2 separate regions of the Sus scrofa genome follow, and region 1 is linked to region 2. The links are chromatin contacts, called in public Hi-C maps. All regions are on one chromosome and are shown on one strand. The core of a region is the stretch at or near the end of the contact, and the rest is flanking DNA. Distances in the headings are between cores, read along the strand shown.

Region 1 (6,130 bases), core at 203-2,702, 110 kb before region 2:
CTTGTTTCACAGAAATCCTTATTCTCTTTCTATTTCTTCTCCCTGAGAATAAGTCGTCTCAAGTATGGACTGAGTTCAACTCCAGTACTCCTTTCCAGAAATGGAATTCTCTGGAATACACGCACTGCCGCTCTGACCTCCAGTCTGTGGGTCTATCGCCCCATCCTGTCCTAAGCTCACGCCACACATCCCTGTACTTGTAGGGAGTACGTTGCTGTATCCTCAGCCCTAAACACCTACTCACAGCCTCCCAGCCCTTCCTGCCACCCGATTGGCTTTTGCTGTGGATACAGCCCTGGGAGAGCTTTTCTTGGATCCTCGGGGTCTGGCCCTCTGCACACCCTTTCTCTGCTTCTGCTTCCCCAGATGCTGCCTCTGTGGAGACCAGACTACCAGCTTGCCCCCCCCCTTTTTTTTTTTGCTGGAGATCATTCTTGTACATTTGACTGCTTCAAGAGTACGAGGGCCCATAAGCAGTGGGCAGTCAGTGAGGAAGCTAGGCGCTGCCCTCAGGTGACCGGGGCCCCACGGCTGGGACTCCTGAGAACGGCCACAATGGAAAAAAGGCTTATTTGGTTTTCTTCCTTTACCGTAACACACCCTCAGGGAGATCCAGGGGAAATAGCCTCGGACCTCTTTGAGAGCTGATGGCCTGAGGCTTGCATCTTTAAAGCAAATTTCCGGATGGTTTTGATGATGGCTGATGCTGGGGAGGAACTTGGGGGCCAGGGATCTAGCAATTATGCTTCCCCACACACAATCCCTTTCCAGGAGAATCCCCTGGTGGAAAATTTCAGCACTTCCCCTGGAAGCCTTAACTCCGTTTTCCCCTTACTCTGATTAAAAAATATGTATGTCAGCTCTCCTTCTTCCCTGCCTCCCTGTGTGACTCCCGTAATTCATGAATTTGGGGGAAATCCACCTAGAAGCACTTGCTGTGATGGCCTTTCCTTGTAGGCATCCTGACGTCTCAATAGCCCGCTGACTGAAGGCATTCGGGGTCCGGATTGAAAGGAAGATGGGGTTGAGCTAAATTCATTGACACCGTGGAGCACGGGCGAGAGAGGGGCTTTCAGAGCGACAAAGCAACGCTGGGGCAGAAAAATGGAGTAGGGAGCAGAGCAGAGAGCGGGAACAGAAGGTGGAGGGTGAGGCGCCCTGTAGACCCAGGCTCGGGTGCGGGGTGAGACGGAGGGGGGCCGTGAACAAAGCGGGGGTGGGGGTGGGGGGGTAAGGAGGGAGTGTTCCCTTCCCGCCCGAGTCCGCGCGCCTGTGTGCACTTTCCAAAGGCAGCGGTGCCGTATCTAATGCAAATAGAGAAAATGCAGTTTCTGGTAAGTGTTCCCTAATAAATAACATCAAGTCTTCTTCCCTATCAGCCGGTGACATCCCGCATTTCTCTTCCCTCTGCGCCAGCCCAAGACATTTAATGATGTGGCGCTCCTTATGGGATGTGAGGCCCATGCTAATATCTCCACTCGCACAAAATGGTGGGAACGGATTCAGCCCGGCTCCATTATTCCGCACCGACAGAAATCACAAAATAAATGTACCTACATTCCAAAAACAGAGTGTCCTTTTCCTTTTGCTTTCTTTAAAAAAAAAAAAAAAAAAAAAAAAATTTAAGGCAGTTTAGTTACTCTTGGGTTTTTTTTTTTTTTTTTCTTCTTTCTTTTCATCATGTAGAAATTCGTCCAAGGCTAGTTCTTGGTCGCTGGAGGATTTCATTAACGGAATGAAGTAAAAATAATCAATTTCAGATGTTCCCCGTGTTTGTGGTAATGGTCTCTCGAACAATTCTGATTAGCCGGGGTGAGATGGAATTTTTCTTTTAAATGACTGCACGTTGACATTAAATACGGGCCAACTTTGGATGTGCGGGCATGCATGTGCCCGCACCCGGCGCTGGGACCCGAGGCTTCTGTTCATCCCTGCCCTCTGCCTTTGCTGCTTTACCAGCTTGCTTCATGTTTAATTTCCCCTGTCCCTCCATCAGTACAGTGTCGGAAAGGCTGTTCTCTGTCCTTTGGCTTTTTCCTCATAAGTCTGGGCCATTTCTGGGAACATGTGTGAAAGGCTGATTTTTTTTTTTTTTTTTTGTAAGTGGTGGGGGAGGGCAAGAGGCTGGTGAAATCTGCATTCAAATCAATAGAGAACCTTGTCGTCGTCGTGGGAGCAGAGGTTTTATGTTAGTGTGGGTGTCTGAATCCCGGTATATATTATCCTGGTATCTTTGCCAACCCAACTGGGAGCTCATCAGAAAGTGCTGGCTTGCCCATATGCCTTACCTTTCCTTTCTTCCCCAGACCCCTTGTACTTTCAAAGAACGAATAAATTAAACTGAAGAGTCCACAGTGGATTTTCCATTATTAATATGTTTCTTTTTATTTATTTTTCATGTATTTTTTTTCTGACTCGGGCTGTTTTCCTTTTTTTTTCTTTCTTTCTTTCTCTTTCCTTTTGCTCTTTCTTATTCCCCTGTTGACACACCAAGTATACAGCTCTGCCCCCCTCCCCCCATGAACACAGATAGCGATTTCTCTGCAGCCTGTGTGTGACTCTACCCAGACATCACAGATGTAAACACACCAGAGAGGGCCACCGCATGTGTGAATTGCTTGTACTTTTTCCCTTTGATAAGCTGTCATCTGTGGGCACTGCTCGGGGATTTGATCCCGCTGATCTTTCGACCTCGTGGAAGGCATTAAACACCCTCGCAGACCCTTTGCTCTGCTTCTGTCTCTGAACCTTTCACTCTCCTTTAATGAGAATTTCTCCTAATTATTTCAGTGGCTGCAGCAGAGGGACTGCAGTGTACTTAGATCTCAATACTGGGACGTGACTGTTATGCTGATAAAGGCAAGGGATCAATAATTTAGGCCCCAGCTTTAATGGCCGAGTGGAGAGCTTAAGTGTCTGCATTCAGGTTGAGCCTTAGAGGTTCTTGGAGTATTCATGATTTCCATAGGATTTTCTCCCTTTTTTCTTCAGCTCCAGCTGACCAATGTTCTTACACTTGCTGAATTGTATTAGTAAAAAGATATTGGCCTCATCTCTTTGAACTTATATCTGTATATCACATATATGTGCAGAGGCATGTCTATGCCTCTTGTGTGTACATTGGATTATTTGTAAATGTGAACACACAATTAAGCATGTATAGATTTCTATTTTTGTTCTTGTCTGGGCAGAATCCTCAGTCATATTGTTTTGGCTTTTGGGCTACCTGTGATTCTCGTTCTTTCTATATTCATCTGGTAAGTATGCAGGTACTTCAAAGGCAAGGGTATAAGTTTTTTTTTGTTTTTTTTTCTTTTAGTCTATAATTTTCCCCGATGTCTTAAAGCTATGGTTGTGCTCGATGGAAAGGGTCAACACCTCACTCGCTCATGAATATGAGTATGTATGGAATACAATTCCAAGTTCTTACACAGGGTCCTTTTCTGAGGAATTCCAGCCAATCCATTTGAGCCCCAGCAAATTCATACAATAGATACCTACTAACCAGACAGATAAATGCTGGGAAAATGATCCTAATAGAGGACATATTTTATATTAAAGTTGAAAAGGAGGGAAAAAAACATGGTACAGTTAAAGGATCTTCTTGGAAGATTAGCCACCGGTTGTTGAATCTCCAGTAATATAAGGCTTTACATACATGTTCAGTGCTGTCCTCAGAGGCTCAGAGTGGGGTGGGGAGAACCTGAAACGGGAGTATAACTTGCCCTCTGAGAAAGTCCAAACTCTGAGGGTCACGGTTTCTCTACACTTTTCTTATCCAGCCTTTCTGGCACTTTTTGTTCTGGAAAAGGACCTGACATTTGTAAGTTGCCTTAAGACACTAAATTCCTGTCAATCTGCTTATATTTTGATATTATAAACTCAATAGAGAGAGCATTTCTTTCAGCTATAAACTTCCCAGCTGGATGGAGCTTTTAAGGGAAGCAGTGTGATTTCATTCTGATTTCTCAGCTTGCGTCGCACCCTGCCACTAGGGGGCGAAGAGACAGACTTGTGGTTTGCAAGGTCCCTGGAGGACTGTCTTGTTCAGTACAGCAAAAGCACAGCTATGGGGAAACATGTAAGGAAAGATCAGAGAGAGGCTTGAATAACTATGGAGGTTTTACATATTGGGAACCTGGGGCACAGAGATGTAGTGATTCTGAGCCGCAAACAAGATATGGGTCTATGTGGTTTCTAGCAATGAGACGGTTTCCCCATCTAGTTGACCTTTCGTGATGTGGCAAGTTTCGTTTACCTTTTAGCCATCAGTCACTGATCAGTCTCCACTTCTGCTACTCAAGTTTGTTAATGAGGGGGCTTTCTTTTTTTTTTTTTTTTTTTTTTGTATTTTGTATTTTGTAGGTCTGCTCCCGCGGCATATGGAGGTTCCCAGGCTAGGGTTCGAATCGGAGCTGTTGCTGCTGGCGTACACCACAGCCCCAGCAACTCGGGATCTGAGCCGCCTCTGCGACCTACACCACAGGTCATGGCAACGCTGGATCTTTAGCCCACTGAGCAAGGCCAGGGATTGAACCCACAACTTTATGGTTCCTAGTCAGATTCGTTAACCACTGAACCACGATGGAAACTCCAATGAGGGGGCTTTCTAATCTCATAAGATGGCATTAATTTTTTGTCCCTAAAATGCTTGTTTCTAGAAACAACTTCACTTTCATGATTATCAAGTCTGGTTAACGTAGGGTCATGACATATATGTGCACAAAGAGAAATGAGAAGTTGAATTCTAGACCAAAAAGCCTTAGCATCTTTGTGTTGTCAAATACCATTCTAGTTGATTATGTGGCTGAGGTATGCAAATAGTTTTCTCGCATGTTCTCGACTTTGCTGTGCTCTGCCAAGGTCATCATTGCTTTGCTCAGTTGGGGTGCTATGTTTTGGAATTGCCACCAAAACCCTTTTTTGAGTTGAGATAGGCTAGGGACTTGGAGTGAAACCTAAGAGTCAAGGAGTTCTGGGAAAATTATAAATAGGCATAGAATGTCCTGGGTAATTCTGTGGTAGAGGAATTAATTCTGAACACTAGGTACTATTAAGAACTTGATGGCCAATTAAATAGACGGAAATTTTTTCAGATGCTGCCAGAGTTTAGAAACCACCCAGTGTGTCATAGCTTCAGGGAGCAAAATGAAATCACACTGCTTCCCTTAACGCTCCATCCAAACAAGAGAAAATGAAGAAACACTTAAAAGTCTGAATCCAGCTAATCCTGGAGGCCACTGGTCCTGGGCTAACAGAAACCAAAGACGGTAACTGGGTGGTTGTTTGGGGAAAGAAATCACAGGCTCACCAACCTGAAAGGGTCTTTAAACTTGGTGGAATGATGTTATGATTTTGTGGTACCCATGAAAGTAAATCCTTTCTTTGACATAGTACTTTATAGCTTACTGAATGTGTTCACATCTACATTCTTATTAAGCAACCCTGGGACACTGGCAAGGGAAACACAATTCTGTTTTAAGAAGAGAAAAATTAAGCTTTGGAGGCCTAGAAGGGCTTGTTTCAAGTTATATAGCTGGTAGATGGCAGAACCAGAACAATAATCTAGGTGTTTTTTTTTGTTTGTTTGTTTGCTTTTTTTAAGGCCACCCATGGCATATGAAGGTTCCTAGGCTAGGGATCAAATCAGAGCTGCAGCTGCCAGCCTACACCACAGCCACAGCAACACAGGATCCGAGCCACATCTGCAACCCATACCACAGCTCATGGGAACGCCAGATTCTTAACTCTCTGAGTGAGGCCAGGGATCGAACCCGCAATCTCATGGTTCCTAGTTGAATTTGTTTCCTCTTTGCCACAACAGGACCTCCCAATAATCTAAGTTTTAATTCTTGGTCCTAGAGTGATAGGTGATGTCAGCAGATCTTTCCCCTGGGAATTTTGGTGAAAAAAAAAAAACAAAACTGGAAAACCATTTCATCTGTAGAAGTGGAATAGCAATGAAGATTCCCTTCTAGGTGTTTTTTCTACCTCTGTCATCCAACCCTTGGCATCTAAGAGAGTAGGAGATTTCCTCCTTTTACCAGTCACTTAAGAAATATTAATAATAGCCATCATTCTTTGCTGTCCTAGCTCCTTCTTGGTCAGTGATCCAGCCACCACCGCTGTG
Region 2 (6,055 bases), core at 2,612-5,111:
GAAGGGACATGAAAACAAAAACAAAACAAAACAAAAGAACCAAGACGCTAACATTTATTTAACACAAGCCAGGTCCTAGAGGCTTACCCAAACTGTGGTCAGAGAGCCCTGACAACTTTCTTTTACAACTGAGGAAACAATCTCTGAGATGTCAACCCAGCCCTCCCTGCCAATGGGTGATAGAAATAGGACTTCAATTCTGAATCCAAAGCTGTGTCCTCCCCACACACACATCACTCATCCTATTCGAAATTCCAATGCAGAAAGCCAGAGCAGAGGAACGGGGCTTACAAAGTAAGCCAGCTTCTCAACTTTGCAGGAACCGGGCCGTTCGGATGGGGACTCTGCCATTGATATCCACTAGGTCCTTGGGGAGGCTGAGTCCACTTTATAACTATGCTTTGACTCCTTTAAACATTTCTGACATGTGACTTGGGTTTAGCGCACACATCACCTCCCCACTGTGTGAAATCCGGGGTCCCCAACAAAATGATTCCAGCCACAAGGACAGACGCTTTGGGCTGAGCGTGGCACCCTTACATAGGAAGCCTATCAGCTCGTCCACCGAAGAAACTTAGCTTCCTTGCCATCCTCTCTGCTCCCTCCATTCTGCCTTGGACCCTGAGTATCATCAGCCTGTTTGTGGGCAATAAGAGCACATTCATTATGGAGCCCACGCAAATGGATTCAGACATCAGATCCATTGCCTCAATTGCACATGTGTTTGACGCCACTACAAATGAAATGAACTTGCTGGGATCAAGGAGACTCTCCCAAAGGTCGAATGAGTCTCTGGCCCAAATTGTGGAACTGTACTCTGAGCCATCTCACTTCCCAGCCCCTACAGAGCTGAGCGGAAGACACAATCCTGTTTAACGTTGAAAGTGGCTCCATCTTTGATGCAGGCCTTGAGCGGGATCATGTGAAGCCAGAGAAGAATTGGGCTCAGGAGACCTTCTAAAGAAAGAAAACAGGAGTTCCTGTCGTGGCGCAGCGGACGCAGATCCTACGAGGAACCATGAGGTTGCGGGTTCGATACCTGGCCGCACTCAGTGGGTTAAGGATCCGGCGTTGCCATGAGCTGTGGTGTAGGTCGCAGATGCGGCTCAGATCTGGAGTTGCTGTGGCTGTGGCATAGGCTGGTAGCTGTCGCTCCAGTTAGACCCCTAGCCTGGGAACCTCCATATACCGCGGGTACAGCCCTAAAAAGTGGGAAGAAAGAAAGAGAGAGAGAAAGAGAAAGAAAACAATTTGCCCCTAATGGAGGCACCTGGGCCGTGCTATTCTCTCCATTCCTCACACAATAGAGTCTCACTTTGTCATTTATTAAATGGGCCGAGGAGAATCGGTCCTGCCATAGGATCAGCTGGACAAATGCAAATAATGGCATCATAACCAGGAAGCTAGAGCTTGAGTTAGAAATCCAGGGAACGTGTGCCACATGTGGACCTTGGGCCAATTTTTATTACTATGGCACTAAATAAATGGAATGATTTATGAATAACTGTTACATTAAGTATGAGACACTGTGTTACTGAAAGACTTCTGGGTCCAGTTGCTGCCATCATGCCCCATTCCCTTCAGCCCATACGAAAGTCAGTGTCCAAGTGTTTCTCTAGGCTGTCTGCTGACCTGCGCCCACCCCACCCCTACCTCTGTTCTCTCTCCTCCAGCTCAAGCATGGTAACTAGCTTGACATGAGGACATTCACAGGTGGTCTGTGCTTCCCTGAGTAGGACTCAGGACTCTGCAAAGAGGGTGGACTTTGAAGAACTGGAGACTGGACTTTGAACTGTGTAAATCTGTGTCGATTTCAGCCTCTCTGAGCCAGTTTCCCCAAAAATGCATGTCCACGATCAATTTCTAAAGACTGATGTGAGGCTCAGATGAGATAATGTAGGTGAGGTCATATGGAAATTCTGGGTACGGTGTAAAGCTCTATGTCAGAAGAAGTATTCAGAAGTATTTTTTGCCACACTAGCTCCTGCTGTTTAGAAGATGGCTGGTTTTGCAGAGACATCACTTAACAACTGAGATCTTTACAAATGACCTAAGGAACCCTCTCTGTCCCGTCTGTGCTGATTATAGATAGAGTAAAATGACTTGCCCAGGATCACAGAGATCAACGTGGCAGACCAAGGCCATTAGTCTTAAAAAACAGTGCTTTTGCTGCCATAGCCACTCTTGATTGTGACATCACTGCCATCACTCAGAATTACCTCCTGTGCTCCTGTTACCTCCTGTTGCTCCTGTTGGTGGACATGCCCTCTCCTGAGTGACCAAGGCAGGCTGGAGCCATTCTTTTCTTTTCTCTGCCAGGCTTTGCTGCCTGGACGTCTTGTAGACGATGCCTGTGGCCTTTCTGCATCTCTGTGAATGCACCGCCCGCCAGGGCCTTCTGTAAGGTATGGCCAGGCAGCTATCCTACTTGCCCATCTCTGTTTCCTGCCATCACCTCTGGAGCCCATCACCACCTCTACCAGTTCACACTGCTTGCTCAGAAACTCTCTGTGCAGAATTTCTGTTGTGGCTCAGCGGAAACAAATAAGACTAGTATCCATGAGGATGTGGGTTCGATCCCTGGCCTCGCTCAGTGTTTTAAGGATTCAGTGTTGCCATGAGCTGCAGTGTAGGTCACAGACATGGTCCGGATCTGGCATTGCTGTGGCTGTGGCGTAGCCCAGCAGCTGCAGCTCCGATTGACCACTATTCTGGGAACTTCCATATGCTGCAGGTGTGGCCCTAAAAAGCAAAAAAAGAAAGATAGAAAGAAACTCTCTGTGCACAGTGCCTTTCTGAAGTCAAGTTCCACTACTGACATCCCTAAGTTCAAGTTTCCTTACTCAGATGTACCCTGAGTTTATCCCACAGACATGAGAGATATGCAGGGACGGACGTGAGGAGAGCTCTGGCTAGTGCCAGTGGCGCCCAGACATCCCCTCCTTCCAGACTGTGTGCCTGTTTGGCTGATCCCTTTCGAAGGCAAGGCCAGTGAAAAAGTAGGTACCTCTTGATCCTGTTGCCTTGAGATCCCAGCTTTGGCAGGAGGGCCACACTTCACCCCCAGGCCTCCTCTGAGCCCCCCTCCACCCCTCCCTCCACCTTCATCTTCCCTCTCCCTGAAAACCTTGAGGATTTAGAATACTTCCTGCCCACGTCTTCCACCAAGGGACCTCCAGGGGATTTCACAGTTTATTGCTTGTTTTCTTCAGGATTGGAATAGCTCCGACCAGCTACTATTTGAAAAGCATAGAAGTATTTTTTGCTTATTATCAAAAGGAGATCGGAGTTTTCCTGCAACTAAATGAGAACTTGATATCTTTCTTGGCCTAAGGGGTGTGAGTGTGTGTTTGTGTATGTTCACAGGCGGGGGTGTCCAGCCTTCCCTTCCTCCATCTCTGTCTCCTAGTAGCCAAAGCCCATGTTCTGAACCACACCAAGGAGGGCAGGCTGCCTTTCACCAAAGGCAGACGATCGATCATTAGCTTTCTTGCCTGCCTGTCTCTTGTTCCCTGTGTCCATAGGGCTCTCTGGTCTGTCCCTCTGTCTCCTGTCTGGTCTGTAGGCAGGGTTTGTTTTCTGGAGCACAGAACTCCCCAAACCTGACAATCGCTGCAGTCTTTCTGCCTTTTCTCTTAAACAGCTTTTTTAAAGCCCCCAGAGACCCTTAAAAAAAAAAAAAAAGAATGCAAATGGAAATTATACTGGAAGCTGAAATGAACATTGTTGTGAGTCATGCGATCCTGGCCACGCGGGGACAAACTATTTTTTATTTTGGGTAATATTTCTTCTTTGGCATTTATTACACCTCTGTTAAACACAGCTCATGTGACACAGTGTTACTCATAGGCAATCAGAGAAAAAGCTGAAAGTTGAGCCATCACTAGGGCAGGGCAACTTATTGTTAATAGCAGCCATTAAAGCTGAAAGGAAAAATTACCCATCTGCCCCCCCCACCCAGATCTGTCTGCCTGAGACCTACTCAGGCCCCCAGGCCGGAAGGGGGGCTGGGCAAGCCCGAGGGAAGGAGAATGGAATGTAGAAACCCGAGATCTGTGTTGGGCAAGGTAGGGCTGATTTCAAGTTTGGGCCCTACCCCAGGAATAAGGGAAAAACCCCACTGATCTCAGACATTCAAGTAACGTGTCTGTCTAATCACCCTTGTTCTTGACCCCTGCCCCCCACCGCCTCACTCTGGCCCAGGGCGCTAACCCAGAGGTCTTACTGCAAGATTCATTTGAGCTACAGATAGGAAACTCAACAGAAAGATGCCTGTAGCAGCAACACCTTCTAATTCTGCAACACTTTCCGCCACAGCCTGTAATTTATAACAGATTTCCTCTACCAAAATTCTTTGCCATAAGACCCTCGGGGTTCAGCAATGCATTTTTTTTTAAATTTTTTAAAAAATCTGTTTTTAAAAGAGCATATGGTTTAAAATCCTTTCAGACATTTAAAATCCTAGCCAAAGAGGCAACACCGTTACCCACTCTGACAAGCCGCTGTGACAGTAGGCTTGTTGATGGGGCCGTATAAGATGTCAGCTGGGAAAGGAGATTTGAGAGGGATTTGCAGAGTGTGTTGATAAAACTCACACCAGGTCTGGAAGGGAAAGGCATTGGCCCATTTTGTGGATAATGCTAACCCTCTCAGGTGCAAAGACTTATTTGGAAAGCTGTAAAAGAAACTGGATGTTGGAGTTCCCGTCGTGGTGCAGTGGAAACAAATCTGACTAGGAACCATGAGGTTGCGGGTTCGATCCCTGGCCTCACTCAGTAGGTTAATTATCTGGCGTTGCTGTGAGCTGTGGTGTAGGTCGCAGACTAGGCTCGGATCCCACATTGCTGTGGCTGTGGTGTGGGCCGGCAGCTGTAGCTCCAATTCAACCCCTAGCCTGGGAACCCCCATATGCCGCAGGTGCAGCCCTAGAAAGCAAAAAAAGAAAAGAAAAAAAAAGGAAAAGAAAAGAAACTGGATTGTGGCTTGGAGTATGGCCCCTGAACAGCCCCGCCCACCCTACTCGTCAAGAGCACTGGCATGGTGGGGCAGTAGTTTTTTTCAGCCCTGCACATTATTTGGAGATATTCGAATGAGTTTGAAAGGCCAGTTGGAGGGCCCCAGAATGACTCCTGGGACTGGCTAGAAGTCTGAGCCCAGCTAGCAATACTCAGCACTGAGAGCACACCAGGCTCAAGATAAGTGGTGGGACTGGTTAGAGAGGGAGGTGCCTGCCCACTCAGACCCGGAAAGGCATTTTGTACTCCAGGAGTCTGATTTCTCGGATTTGACCACATCCAAGTCTCTGGGCTCAGCCCTAAGTGTTCCTTGGCTATCAAAACGAATGTCAAGTCAGGTCAGCTAAACTCATCACTGAAGATATTCTTTTTTTTTTTTTTAATTTTTTAAAAATTCAAGTATAGTTGATTTACAATGTTGTGCTAATTTCTGCTGTACAGCAAAGTGACTCAATCACACACATACATACACACACACAGATACACATTCTTTTTCTCATATTATCTTCCATCATGTTTTATCATAAGTGATTGGATATATAGTTCCCTGTGCTGTATAGCAGGACCTCATTGCTTATCCATTCTAGATGTAATAGTTTGCATCTATAACCCCAAACTCCCCATCCACCCCCCCCACCCCCTTGGCAACCACAAGTCTGATCTCCATGTCTATGAGTCTGTTTCTGTTCTATAGAAGGTTCATTTGTGCCATATTTTAGATTCCACATGTAAGTGATATCAGATTGTATTTGTCTTTCTCTTTCTGACTTAATTTCATTTAGTATGAGAATCTCTGGTTGTATCCACATTGCTGCAAATGGCATTATTTCTTTTTTTATGGCTGAGTAGTGTGTGTGTGTGTGTAATCACGTCTTCTTAACGCATTCATCTGTTGATAGACATTTAGGTTCATTTAGGTTGTTTCCATGTCTTGGCTATTGTGAATTGTGCTTCTGTGAACATACATCTTTTTGAATTGCAGTTTTGTACAGATACATACATGGGCCAGGAGTGGAATTGCTGGATCATATAGTAGTTCT

What was found. Hi-C and Micro-C count contacts between places; a contact is called where the count stands out from the background.
Region 1: a Hi-C map of retroperitoneal adipose tissue shows a contact between it and region 2, with 1.6 times the contacts expected there. The contact joins two enhancer-like sites. A contact is called at or near these places in 5 of 47 Hi-C or Micro-C datasets (embryonic fibroblasts, omental adipose tissue, retroperitoneal adipose tissue and 1 more).

Annotation. Positions count from the first base shown.
Region 1 is chr4:86,052,898-86,059,027 of Sscrofa11.1, reverse strand. All of the region lies in intron 2 of PBX1 (pre-B-cell leukemia transcription factor 1), which reads left to right. Among named protein-coding and RNA genes, the nearest start is that of PBX1, 110 kb to the left of the region's middle. Within about 2 kb of position 1,452, at least 11 of the 83 cell types and tissues checked have an H3K27ac peak or open chromatin away from gene starts, as enhancers often do. A contact at or near this core is called in retroperitoneal adipose tissue, where this site is marked.
Region 2 is chr4:85,944,532-85,950,586 of Sscrofa11.1, reverse strand. The region is part of intron 2 of PBX1 (pre-B-cell leukemia transcription factor 1); the gene reads left to right. Among named protein-coding and RNA genes, the nearest start is that of PBX1, 220 kb to the left of the region's middle. Within about 2 kb of position 3,861, at least 28 of the 83 cell types and tissues checked have an H3K27ac peak or open chromatin away from gene starts, as enhancers often do. A contact at or near this core is called in retroperitoneal adipose tissue, where this site is marked.